Linked DNA regions of Sus scrofa: region 1 is linked to region 2. The links are chromatin contacts, called in public HiChIP or PLAC-seq maps. All regions are on one chromosome and are shown on one strand. The core of a region is the stretch at or near the end of the contact, and the rest is flanking DNA. Distances in the headings are between cores, read along the strand shown. Region 1 overlaps EPB41L2 (band 4.1-like protein 2). Region 2 overlaps LOC106508846 (a long non-coding RNA gene).

Region 1 (6,413 bases), core at 2,061-4,560, 410 kb after region 2:
GTAATGATAGACAGTGGACTAATTAGTTACAATTAGTCATTTTAAGACCAGTAATATGTATTGTTGAGGTATCTAAAGGGGTTTATACATAGTAAGAAAAGAAGTTTGTGAAGAGTTTATAAATCAGTTTAGGAAGGTGGGGGCAGAAGAATGCAGTGAAATGGGTACAGTCTGTGCATAGACTGGGATGATGCAGAGGGGCTGGACCCTGGCTGGAGGACTGGTAGAGGTCCTTCCAGACATCTGGAGTTCAAACTTGTTCTGAAAGACAGGAGGGATTGACTGTATTAGCTAAGTTGTGGCAAAATGAATATAACATCTTAAAAAGATGAGCAGGATTTGGCAGAGGTCTGCGGGTGGTGTGTGTGGAAGGCCTGAATTGGTGTTGAACGCTGGGAGAGAAAAGTTGATTGATGCACGGTGTTTCCTTTACGGCGTGACATTTATGTTGTTCAATTCACTTTAGCCCAGAGTTTGAGGCTCTGCCTTAGACATATTCGATCTTGTCTGTCAGAGTCCTGTATTATTATGGGGCTTGGGAAAGAAGAGTCCCAAGGCTCTTCTTTCTCTTCCTTTTGCCAAGCAAGAAAAACAAAACCCTCAAACCCAACACCTACAAACAGTGAACGTTTAAAAGAGACAGCTGGTATCCACAGGGACTTGGGTTCGATCCCTGCCCTTGCTCAGTGGGTTAAGGAGCCAGTGTTGCCGTGAGCTGTGTGTAGGTTGCAGATGCTGCTTGGATCCCGTGTTGCTGTGGCTATGGTGTAGGGTGGCAGCTGTAGCTCTGATTTGACCCCTAGCCTGGGGACTTCCATGTCCTGTAGGTGTGGCCCTAAAAAGACAGAAAAAAAGAGAGAGATGGAAGGGTCTAGATGATTAGAGTGCCAGTTTATTAGCTTAGAGAGGGAAGTATAGGCATGAGGAATAAAGGCATCATCCTGTCTAGTGTGTGGTCTGCTCGATGGTCACATGGTGCAGTGTCAGGTAGTGAGTGGTGACTGTGGTGTAAGAACTGAAAGATTGATTATCATAAGAGCCGCCTTGTGAGTAATTCATTAACATTTTCTGCACTGTTAGCTGCCTGTTCCTGGGCGAGGTGCTGTGTTTTGCTCATATAGCACCAACAAAATGCATCCGGTCCCTGTCCTCATCCGTCCTCACAATAAAGCCATTCTTGTCAGAAGGGACAGCGTGTGGGTCAGTCTGACCGCATACTCCCTCCCTCTGAATTTCTTTTCTCTGTCTCCTCATTGCTGGTCACTCTTAAGATTGGCAAACTTTTTTTTTTTTTTTTTTTTTTTTGTCTTTTTAGGGTCGTACCCATAGCATATGGAAGTTCCCAGGCTAGGGGTCCAGTCCGAGCTACAGCTACCGGCCTACACCACAGCCACAGCAACACCAGATCTGAGCTGCGTCTGCGACCTACACCACAGCTCATGGCAATGCTGCATCCTTAACCCACTGAGCAAGGCCAGGGATTGAACCTGAAACCTCACGGTTCCTAGTTGGATTCGTTTCCGCTGCACCACGATGGAAATTCCCAAGATTGGCAAACTTTACTTAACTCATTTAAATACTTTCAGTCATAGTGCCTCAAGTCTTAGTGACTTGGGGGGCTGTTTGGTATCTTTTAGGTGATTTTGCACAGCTTTGCTTTGATTCATTTTCTGATTTTTCAATGCTATTAAAGGATAATCTTATATTTAGGTTTCCTTTGGCCCCCATGAACTGCATGTAATGTGGAATAGGTCAAGACTGCTGGTGGGGAAGTTAACCAGGCGGTCAGCTTGGGTTCAGCTTCTCACAGTTGTATACCAGCTCTGCTCTGCTATGCTGCTTGTCCAGCATTTCCATACCTTGGGCTTGGAGGAGAGAAGGTTTGCTGTGAGAATGAAAACAGAGATGAGCCTACCAACCTTTGCAAAGAACAGATGACAGATGCTGGAGATGCCAGTGAAGGAGAAGATGGAGTTAGAAGCAACTGGGAAGTGAAAGCCTAAGGGGAAGTTGATTTTGTGGGAAGATGATTTTTGACAAGGCCACCCCAGGTCATCCAAGTTGGAGGTAAATATGGACCAGTGGTTTGATATTGTGACTTTGGTGATTGATTAAGGCTAGAAACGTACATTTGGGCAGGCTCCATGAGATAATAATAGCTGTCTGATCTTAAACACATCTGTTAAAAAAGTTCCATGGGAGTTCCCATCAGGGCTCAGTGGAAATGAATCTGAATCTGACTAGTAACCATGAGGACGCAGGTTCAATCCCTGGCCTTACTCAGTGGGTTAAGCCTTGCTGTGAGCTATGGTGTAAGTCACATATGTGGCTTAGATCTGATGTGGCTGTGGCTGTGGCTGTGGTGTAGGCCAGCGGCTACAGCTCTGATTTGACGCCTGGCCTGGGAGCTTCCATGTGCTGTGGGTGTGGCCCTAAAAAGACCAAAAAAAAAAAAATTCCTTATTTTCCTTAGGCTGTTGGTTTAGTGATTAATAATAAAATAGCTAACATTGTGGTGTAATGTTAATTCATTACTGTATGCAACATCTCATTTAATCTTCAAAACGAGTAGGAATTGGATACACTTATCCCTATCACATGGGAGGGGAAACAGGCTTAGAGAGGCTCCCAGGGTCACGTGTTTACCAAGGGTGGAGTTGGGACGCTTAGGTGTTTGACTGCTGAGCTTACACTCTTAACCACTTCACTGTATGGCCTCTCAAGAAAGCTAATGGCTTTAAAAACAAAACAAACTTTAAATAAGAAGGATAGAATGAGGCCTCCAGTGGAGCTGGACTGAGATTTGGGATGATACTCAGAATGAATATAGAGGAAGTGGACCAAGAAATAGAATTCAGAGAAGGATGGCTTTGAATTCAAATAGAAATGTGCTAAGAAGGAGATTATTTATTTGTTAAACATCAGCTTAGGATATAAGTGGAGGATAGGAACTGAAATCTTTTAGGGTGGCCTTTTATCATTCTTGGGTATCACCTCAAATGTCGTTTCCTCAGAGAGGTCCTAGATTAGTTGGGATGGGATAGTATAAGAACCATGAGTGTCCAGTACTTATGATAATGTCCAGGGTCCAGTGGGCCCTTGACAACTGTTAAATAAAGGAATTGCAGCAGTCGATGTAAGCTGTAATAAGACCTGTAAGAAGGCCCTCAGAGACCTCTCAGTCTAGTCTGAGAACATGATTGTTAAAGTATGAATAAGTTGTCGTGTGCTCAGAGTTGACACGAGCACTTGGCTAGTGGTCTTGCTTACTTGCCATCTGTCACATGCCATTCTAGGACAGAAATGGGAACCTCTTGAACAGAGGAGGCTTAGTCATTCCTTGGCCTGGGTAGAAGACACTTTTTAATGAGCACCCCTCCTCCTGGGCAGCTCTGCTGCCTCATTTCCCCAAAATCTCAACCACAAGTTCCATGTTTTAGTGGTATTCGATTGCACAATACTCATTCTCCTCATGAACCTTCCATACTGCTCCAACACTTGTGATAGTGCCCGCTATCTGTGTTTCCTTGTCCTTACCTGACAAGCTTCTACTTGTCCTCAAAATTCAATTAAAAGGGGCTCATCCTAGTGACATTTTCTTGCACTGCCCTTGCCCCTGCCACAGTTGGTTTCTCTTTCCTCTGAGACCCTGCCCATTGTAGACCTTTCATATTGCTTTATAATTATGCCTTTGCATCCATCTCCATGAGAGAATGGGAGTGCTTTGAGACATGGGTCATGTCTTACCTTCCTCCTTTTTTCTCAGAGTTTAGCCCAGTGCCTGAGTCATAGGGAGTATTCAATAAATAGATCCTTGAATGAGTGAAATAATAATGGCTGCCTGCCACTTACAAGCTGGCAGGTTTCTCTACTATTTGTTTTTAAAAAGGCGTATTTGATATGAAAAGAAAGTTCATTACTTCTGTAGACATAGAGTTCTTTTCAGGAAAGGGAAGTTTGTATTTGTGTCCACCGAAATCTTTGGCTCACTGAAGCTTAGATGGAAATATTTTGGAGGGAAGGTGAAAGACCACAGGAAAAGACATACATAGGAAATTTACATCCTTCCAGTGGTTTTTAGGCCATTGTGACTGTGTAAACTTTTAGGGTAACAGATAAAACAATAAAATCTTTTTTAAGTATTTAATTTACTACTTAGTAATTACATAAATAAAATAGCAGTATATCATTAATCAGTATTGGGAGGATTGCTTTTGCCAAAATTCTTTCATATTAGGAAGCTTTTTATGGAAAAGTTTTTATCTAACATTGTTTTCCAGGACATAACATCCTCATTTCTTTCTAAATCATTTGAGATTAAGCACTTTTTTGCTCATTTATTCAACATTTATTGGTGCCAAGCAGTGTTGTAGGTGATGGAAATAGAAAGATTTACAAAACAGAAAATTCCTGTTTTCATGAAGTCATGTTCTAGAGTTGAATCTGGTGTGATGATGTCATAAGGATTTTATCCAGAGACATATTTGAGTACTTAATATATGTAGTTATCCACAATATCTGACAGAATTCAATTTTTGAAAGATTTTTAAATGGCTTACATGTGATGGCTTTTTTCTTTTTTTTTTTTTAAGCTCCCCTGGGCATACAGAAGTTAACGGGCCAGGGATTCCCACCCTCACCACAGCAGTAACAAGGCCAAGTTCTTAACTGATGGGCCACCAGGGGACTGCTATGGTGATGTTTTTTATACTTTGGAAGGAAATACACCCCTAGGAACGATGGATTAATGTTGATTGCACTATTCTTATAATGGTTCTGACATAGATTTCTTACTAGGTACCAGGTACTATTGTATAACTAGAACTTTTTTGGGGGGGTGGGGAGGGGTGCTGCCCTGTGGCACATGGAGTTCCCTGGGCCAGGGATCAGATCTGAGTTGCAGTTGTGACCTACACCACAGCTGTGACCTGGGCTGCAGCTGCAGCAACACTGGATCCTTCAATCTACTGTGCCAGGCCAGGGATTGAACCTGCATCCTGGCACTGCAGAGATGCTGCCGATCCCATTGTGCCACAGCAGGAACTCCTAGAATATTTTAATTCATTTAAAGCCCATGGTCAATTTATGAGATAGGTGCTATCAATAATTTCACTTTGCAGATGAGGAAACTGAGGAGATTAAATCACTTGTACAGCAGCTGATTGGTTGAGCCAGGATTTGAACTCAAGCGTGTTAGTAATTTATTATTTAAAATAAATCAAGAAGATTTGACCCGAAAGCTGATGGAGAATTATTTTTAGGAGTTGGTATAAAGCATTGTTGGGTAGTACATAGTGAAGTAATTAGTATCACTACTGCAACTAGAATGCCTGGGTTTGTCACTTAGCAGCTGTCATTTAGTTTCATACTCTATGAAATGGGAATAGGAATGGAACTACTGCAGAGTGTTTGTAAAAATTAAATCGGTTAGTATATGCAAAAACTCTTAGCAGAATGCCTCACACATGCCAAGTGTTAGGGAAATATTAGCTGTTGCTCATATATTTCTACTATTTTTAAAGAGGATTCCCTCTTTTCTTAAGGGTTTGTTTTAGGAAAAAAGAAGTTGCTATGTTTTGGGCTATATATTTTCCAAACTTTTCTGACTATATTTTTGGTTTTATGTCAGTTTGGTGTTCTTCATAGGGTTTTTGCTCAGGAGGGCATTGGAATGTGGTTCTTTGAGTCTGTGTAGGATTTTTAATGTTTTTCATTTATTCTTGTTTGCTGTGTACCTTCTAACAGTTTAAACCACTGCTGTAGAACATAGGAAGTCCCCCAATCTTGAGGTGATGCTTGCTAAAGTGATACTCTTCTGAGTGAGCATCACTAAACCACATGAAGTGGGTGAGAAATGGAGGGGTCGGAGTGAGCTCAAGAATTGTTCCAGGAATTTCCATTGTGGCGCAGTGGAAACGAATCTGACTAGGAACCATGAGGTTGCGGGTTCAATCCCTGGCTTCGCTCAGTGGGTTATGGATCCAGCATTGCCATGAGCTATGGTGTAGCTCACAGATGTGGCTCGGATCTGGCCTTGCTGTGGCTCTGGCGTAAGCCGGCAGCTGTAGCTCTAATTAGACCCCTAGCCTGGGAACCTCCATATGCTGTGGGTGCAGCCCTAAAAAAGGACCAAAAAAAAAAAAAAAAAGAATTTTTCCAAAAGTGTGAGCAGCAAAGCACAGTGAGAGCCGAAGGGCTAGAGGTAAACTGAGCAACTTGGGTTATAATCTTTGGTGATGAGCTGGTTGACTCTGTGAGCCTAACTTGTTGATTGGGATCTCTCACCAAATATACTGAAGATATTTAGCGTGGAAAATCAATTAATTCGTCTTTTTGCTGTCATTTCATTCAACTGTGCAGAACTCTAGTGTTGGTAACATCTTGGACTATGTGTAGGAATAGACAGGGAGAGG
Region 2 (6,765 bases), core at 1,906-4,405:
AATAACCTTGAAAAGTGGAGGGAAAATTATTTTCCCTCTCCTACAGCATAACAAGATAGCTACATAGCTAAAGTAACATTTTCTAACTAAAAACATTGTTCTAAAATCTTTAGTATCATCTAATAACCAGTCCACATTTAAATTTCCCAATCAATACATAGGAAATAATAAAATTAGGAAATACACATTTCACTACAATTCATCCAATCATTTATTCAGGCAAGGAACTGGTGTTGACCCTTAGGAGAATAATTGTTGGAGAAGCGGACAACTGAATGGGGCCACAATAACACCACAAAGATTAGGTTTTGGTTGCCATGGACGGCTCAAGAGGTTAACCCTACATCCCCCCTGCCCTCCCCCGCCCCGTGGTTTCATCCTACTGGTGGACAACCAGATTTCAAGAGTCCTATGGTGAGATGCGATATGAAATGAAACACATCATCTAGGATGTATTATAGCCAGAAATGTTTAAATCAAATCAGGCCTTTATATCTAATTTCCAATTAACAGCCAAAAGGTAAATGATACCACGAGGAAATGATCAGATAAATCCAGAATTGGGGGTATATTCTTCATTGTAAACCATTCTCTTGAGCAAGACAGTCCCATTAAAATGTTAGCCTGGCGAGATTAAAATGAGATTAAAGCACTAACAATCGGCCCAAGAAATAGCAACAACAACAACAACAAAAGACAAAAAGACAAAAAAAAAAAAAAAAAAACAATTTTCTACATAAAAATAAATGTTAAGAAAGCTGCTAGATGAAGGGGAGGAAACCTAATTTTCCAGTTATAGGAAGTCGTCAGGCAAAACATAGTAAACAAGGGTTTAATTATTATGTCAATTTAATACAGACAAATGAAACAGAATAAAGAACCCAGAAATCTATGGTCAATTAAACTTTGACAAAGGAGGCAAGAACATAAAATGCGGAAAAGACAGTCTTTTCAGCAAGTATTGATGGGAAACCTGGACAGCTGAATGCAAATCAATGAAACTACAACACACCCTCACACCATGCATGAAAATAAACTCGAAATGGCTTCAAGACTTAGATATAAGACAAGACGCCATCAAACTCCTGGAAGAGAACATAGCCAAAACCCTCTCTAACATCAACCTTCCAAATGTTTTCTCAGGTCAGTCTCCCAAGCAACAGAAATAAAAGCAAAAATAAACCAATGGGACCTAATCAAACTGACAAGCTTTTGCACAGCAAACGAAACCAAAAAGAAAACAAAAAGACAACTTACAGAATGGGAGAAAATGGTTTCAAATGATGCAACTGACAAGGGCTTAATCTCTAGAATATACAAGCAACGTATACAACTCAACAGCAAAAAAACCAACAACCCAATGGGCAAAAGACATGAATAGACATTTTTCCAAGGAAGATGTACAGATGGCCAATATCCCTGATATCATATTAGAGAAATGCAAATCAAAACTACCACGAGATACCACCTCACACCAGTCAGTATGGCCATCATTAATAAATAACAAATGCTGGAGGGGGTGTGGAGAAAAGGGAACCCTCCTGCACTGTTGGTGGGAATGTAAGCTGGTACAACCACTACGGAGAACAGCATGGAGGTACCTTAGAAATCTATACATAGAACTACCATATGACCCAGCAATCCCACTCTTGGGCATATATCCAGACAAAACTTTCCTTAAAAAAGACACGTGCACCCGCATGTTGATTGCAGCACTATTTACCATAGGCAAGACATGGAAACAACCCAAATGTCCACCTAAGATGATTGGATCAGGAAGATATGGTATATATACACAATGGAATACTACTCAGCCATAAAAAGAACACGATAATGCCATTTGCAGCAACATGGATGGAACTAGAGACTCTCATACTGAGTAAAGTCAAGTCAGAAAGAGAAACGCAAATACCATATGTTATCACTTATATCAGGAATCTAGCATATGGCACAAATGAACCTTTCCACAGAAAAGAAAATCCTGGACTTGGAGAATAGACTTGTGGTTGCCAAGGGGGAGGGGGAGGAGTAGGGTGGATGGGGAGCTTTGGGTTAATAGATGCAAACTATTGCCTTTGGAATGGATTAGCAATGAGATTCTGCTGTGTAGTGCTGGGAACTATGTCTAGTACTTATGATGGAGCATGATAATGTGTGAAAATAGAATGTGTACATATATGTGTAACTGGGTCACCATGCTGTACAGTAGAAAAAAAACTGTATTGGGGAAATAACAATTTTAAAAAAGATTTCACTTAATTATTATATCAATTTAAGTTGCTGCCTTCTCCACTGACAAGAGATTGTAGCAATTTCATCATCTTTCTCTTTCTGGTACAGAGAGGGAGACACCCTCACCAATGAAGATTTCCCTGATAAATGGAAATGTCCCTGACCAAAGGGTAACTTCTGTTCAGTTTTCAAAGCTTCCCTTGTGTCTGCTATTTCTTAAAAAAGACCAGCTCAAGACAATCCTTATGCCAAAGAGGCATATTTGGGGGTGCATATTCTGCTCTCCTTTATGGCCAATTAGAAAGCACATTTTTCACTGAGTTAATTATTTTCCATAACCTGTAACTGCATTATAGTACAAAGTTGTCATATCTCTGGGGATTTGTAACTACTCAGCCTAAAACTTAAGTCTCTGTTGGCTGTGTTGGCCATATCCAGCAGCCATAGCAATCCACAGCTTCACTGATGGGAAATGTGGGAGTATTAGCTGGCTAGGGCTGTCATCAAAAAAAATAGAAATCTATTCTTTCACAGTTCTAGAAGCTAGAAGTCCAAGGTGAAAGTGTCAGTAGGACTGGTTCTTTCTGAGGGCTGTGAGAGAGAATCTCTCCTCAGCTTTTGGTGGTTTATGAGCAATTCTAGGTGCTCTGGTTTTTAGAAGCATCACCGCCACCTCTGCCTTGGTTGTCACAAATTTCCCCCTTTTATAAGGACGCCAGTCCTGTTGGATTAGGGTGTACCCTAATGACCACATATTAACTTGATTACCTCTATAAAGACCCTATTGCCAAATAGGATCTCATTCTGAGGTACTGGGGGTTGAGACGTCAACATATGAACTTGGGGGATAGATAGGGTACTGTTCTACCCTTTACAGTGGGGAAGAGCTAAGTCTCTGATTGTGTGAAACCACAGTCTTGAAAAGCCTAGAGTCACAGAGTGCACAAGCCTGAGCATCAACAGGGAGGGGGGTCCCAGGGAAAGGGTGCCACCTCCCTTGCCATGGATTACGGCAACATAGCTTCTACCTCTTCACATATTGGTGTTCACATGAGATTTCCTGAAAAAAGGAAAACTGTCAGGAAGGGAAAAGGGGAGTTGTTCAATGGATACAGGGTTTCTATTTTACAAGATGAAAAGGTCTAGAGTTCTGGTGCACAGCAAAGTACCTCTGCCTATCACTACTGTACTCTACACACTTACAAATGGTTCAGACGGTAAATTTTATGTTACGTGATTTTTATCACATTTTTTGAACAAAGCACCCCAAACTATATTTGCTCAACTGATTTTTGTCTTACAGCAATATTTCCTGAAGAGGAGACTCACAGACGATGACTCATTTTCCCAACATATGCAGTTTTTAAAGGTTACACTCCACTTACTGTTAGCATATTGGCTATATTCCTGTGTTGTACAATACATCCTTGTGGCCTATCTTACACCCAATAGTTTGTAACTCCCACTTCTCCACCTCTTATGTTGCCCCTCCCCGTCTTACTGGTAATGAGTAGTTTGTTCTCTGTATGTGTACCACAATTTTTTAAAAAAAGAGAAGTCTGTCATAAACCCATGCTCCATGGAAGGACTAACCATGCCCTGTAGCCTGTGCCACACCACACAGTGACAGCTGTATTTGCACAGGAAAAACAAATGTCAGCCACATTCTGCCCCTCGCTCCATCACCACAATTTCTTCTTACCCTGAAATTCCAAGAATCTCTGAGAACTAATTCTCCTGTTTTACAAAGTTATTTTTCCTCCCTCCTGAGAATGAATCTGATTTTCTTAAGAAACGTTCCAATGCATACGTGGTTTTGGTTCAATGACAGTTATAGGCAAAGCATGAAACCTGAAAATTTCAACCTTGCTCCTTTCTATATTTTTTTTATTGTGTATGACTTTGGAAATACAAACCAAAAAATAAAGATAAAATAATACCATGATCCAAGGACTAAAATTGGAAATCAAAACACAATATATAAGCCATCCAAGAAGATGTGAAGTGCTATTGGATTGTGGTTTTATTTTACGTTTCTCTAAGGACAAATGTGACCATATTTTCATGTGCTCATTGGCCATGTAAGAATATACATTTAGAGAAAAAATGCATATTCAAATTCATTGCTTTTTTTTTTTTTTTTTGTATTTTTGCTATTTTCTTGGGCCACTGCGGTGGCATATGGAGGTTCCCAGGCTAGGGGTCTAATCGGAGCTGTGGCTGCCGGCCTACACCACAGCTCACGGCAACTCCGGATCCTTAACCCACTGAGCAAGGCCAGGGATCGAACCCGCAACCTCATGGTTCCTAGTCGGATTTGTTAACCACTGCACCACGACGGGAACTCCTGTAAGAATTCTTTATATGCCACGGATACCAAAACTTTATCAGATACATGATTTACAGGAAAGTATCCGTAGTATACAAATACTGGTTCCCAAACTTTGTTAATAAAATCTATTACACAAGGGGGCGCTAGATTACATATAATAAATTAATCTCGTAAAAGAACAGACAAATTAGCTTTAGAATATAATTTAACATAAAATAAATTGTAGCTATAGTTGAGAATTGTCAGTATTAACCAATTGAAGAGTTTTTTTCACATTCCACGTGGAATTTAATCTCTTTTTACATCTGAGATTTCAAAAGTTTCTTTGAATGAATTCTACACACACACACACACACACACACACACACACACAAACATGCATGGCAAATCAATGCACCCATCTCTCATTTGATCTGAAATAGCAATGAGGTCTAAGAGTATTTAGCTTTCTTACCTATGTAATGCATTAAGTAATTAGAAGCATTTGTCAAACTCCACTGGTGATGCAGCATGTCTTTTAAAAGGTTATTCATTTACACGGATTTTAAATTTAAACATTTAAGGGAATTACATGTTATCATGAATCATAGTTCATTCTGGCCGGGTCATTCCTCCTAACTTTACACTTTCCCATCCCACAGAGGTATTTATAGGAACTATCAAGAACAAATCAGCAAAATTTTCAGGAGAGGGAAGAAATATCCGGAAACATTTATGTCCTCATTTCAAATTTGTCCAGTAAATGTCCATAGTATAAAGATTTGAATTTATGTAGAGGAAAAAAATCAGACATCTCTAATTAAAGTCCAAGGGGGAAAATTTTCACAGTTCTAAATCTCATTCTGCAGACTGGGTATTCAATTAATACTTTTTTAAAGATAACCCAAAAGTTTACTAAGTCTCTCCCTATCCCCATTGTTCCCATCACTACATTAAATTAAAAACAGTGTATGTTCTTAGGATAGATGGATGTGGATTTAAATCCCAGGTGCAAAGCCTCAGTTTTCTCATATCTAAAAGAAGATCGACATTCTCAATGTATTTGGTATATCATGATGGCATTATTTATTATGTAATAATATCTATAAAGTGTTGGATATACTTCTTTCTTTTCTCTTTTTTTTTTTTTTTTGTCTTTTTAGGGCTGCACCCACAGTATATGGAAGTTTCCAGGCTAGGGGTTGAATTGGAGCTGCAGCTGCCAGCCTACACCACAGCCACAGCAAGGAGGGATCTGAGCCACGTCTGCGACCTACACCACAGCTCACAGCAACGCCGGATCCTTAACCCACTGAGCAAGGCCAGGGATGGAACGTGTGTCTTCAGAGATGCTAGTTGGGTTCATTACCACTGAGCCAGGGTGGGAACTCCTCTCTCCTCTTTCTTTTCCTTTGTCCCTTCCTAAATTCTCTGATTTCAAAAAGTGTCAGGTGTCTTGCAGCCATGTTTAATATTTTGTTGTTTTTAATTTGTTAATTTTTCCTTGCCCCCTCCCTGGACACCCCAGTCCCCACAACCACGTTCAAAAACTCTCATGAGGAGCTCTTCGTGGGGGCTGTATTCCAAAAACTTTGCATAGTATCTGTGCAAGACTAAGAGAATCAACCCTACAGTTTCAGAGGTCATATTCCTTTCCTATTATTACTGATTTCAGCTCTACTGTGGGTGCAGTGATACACTAGAACTGTCTTAGGCAGGGTTTTTAGCAGTAGGCAACTCCATTAAGGTAAGGTTTTTTTGTTTCTTTGCTTTTTTGTTTTTTTTGTTTTTTTTTTTAAGGGATAGAAGCAACTCCCAGAATTGTTGAGACGACTGCAAAAATGGGCTGAACTTCCAAGGAACTGCTGGCTCTTCCACAGCATGAGGCTGTTGAATCAGAAAGCCACTGCTGCTGATACCAACATGCTACCGGTGACAAGCTCTCTTGGGGAGAGAGATGGTGCCCCGAACTCTGCTTTTCCCTCTGTGTAACTCAGAGTAAGAGTCTCTTCTAATGCTAGAACCTGAGTTACTCCTAGAACTCCACCTTTAACAAAGACTGGGGAAGTAACTCTTTTATAGCACAGGAAGGCACAATAGAATTGGCGTTGTAGGATTTTAAATGTCAATCCAGAGAGTCTACATTCTTTGTTTTCTATTTGGTTTGTTTTCATATAATTATTAGAGCTTTTAAATACATTATTAAACACAAGTCTATGTTC

What was found. HiChIP or PLAC-seq counts read pairs in DNA pulled down with a chosen protein or histone mark.
Region 1: a contact with region 2 is called in an H3K27ac HiChIP or PLAC-seq map of alveolar macrophages. The contact joins two enhancer-like sites. A contact is called at or near these places in 1 of 47 Hi-C or Micro-C datasets (epiblast stem cells) and 1 of 2 datasets of contacts at active chromatin or transcription factors (alveolar macrophages).

What each region holds. Positions count from the first base shown.
Region 1 is chr1:32,459,076-32,465,488 of Sscrofa11.1, forward strand. The region is part of intron 1 of EPB41L2 (band 4.1-like protein 2); the gene reads left to right. Among named protein-coding and RNA genes, the nearest start is that of EPB41L2, 44 kb to the left of the region's middle. Within about 2 kb of position 3,311, at least 11 of the 83 cell types and tissues checked have an H3K27ac peak or open chromatin away from gene starts, as enhancers often do. A contact at or near this core is called in alveolar macrophages, where this site is marked.
Region 2 is chr1:32,046,191-32,052,955 of Sscrofa11.1, forward strand. All of the region lies in intron 4 of LOC106508846 (a long non-coding RNA gene), which reads right to left. Among named protein-coding and RNA genes, the nearest start is that of ARG1, 29 kb to the left of the region's middle. Within about 2 kb of position 3,156, at least 3 of the 83 cell types and tissues checked have an H3K27ac peak or open chromatin away from gene starts, as enhancers often do. A contact at or near this core is called in alveolar macrophages, where this site is marked.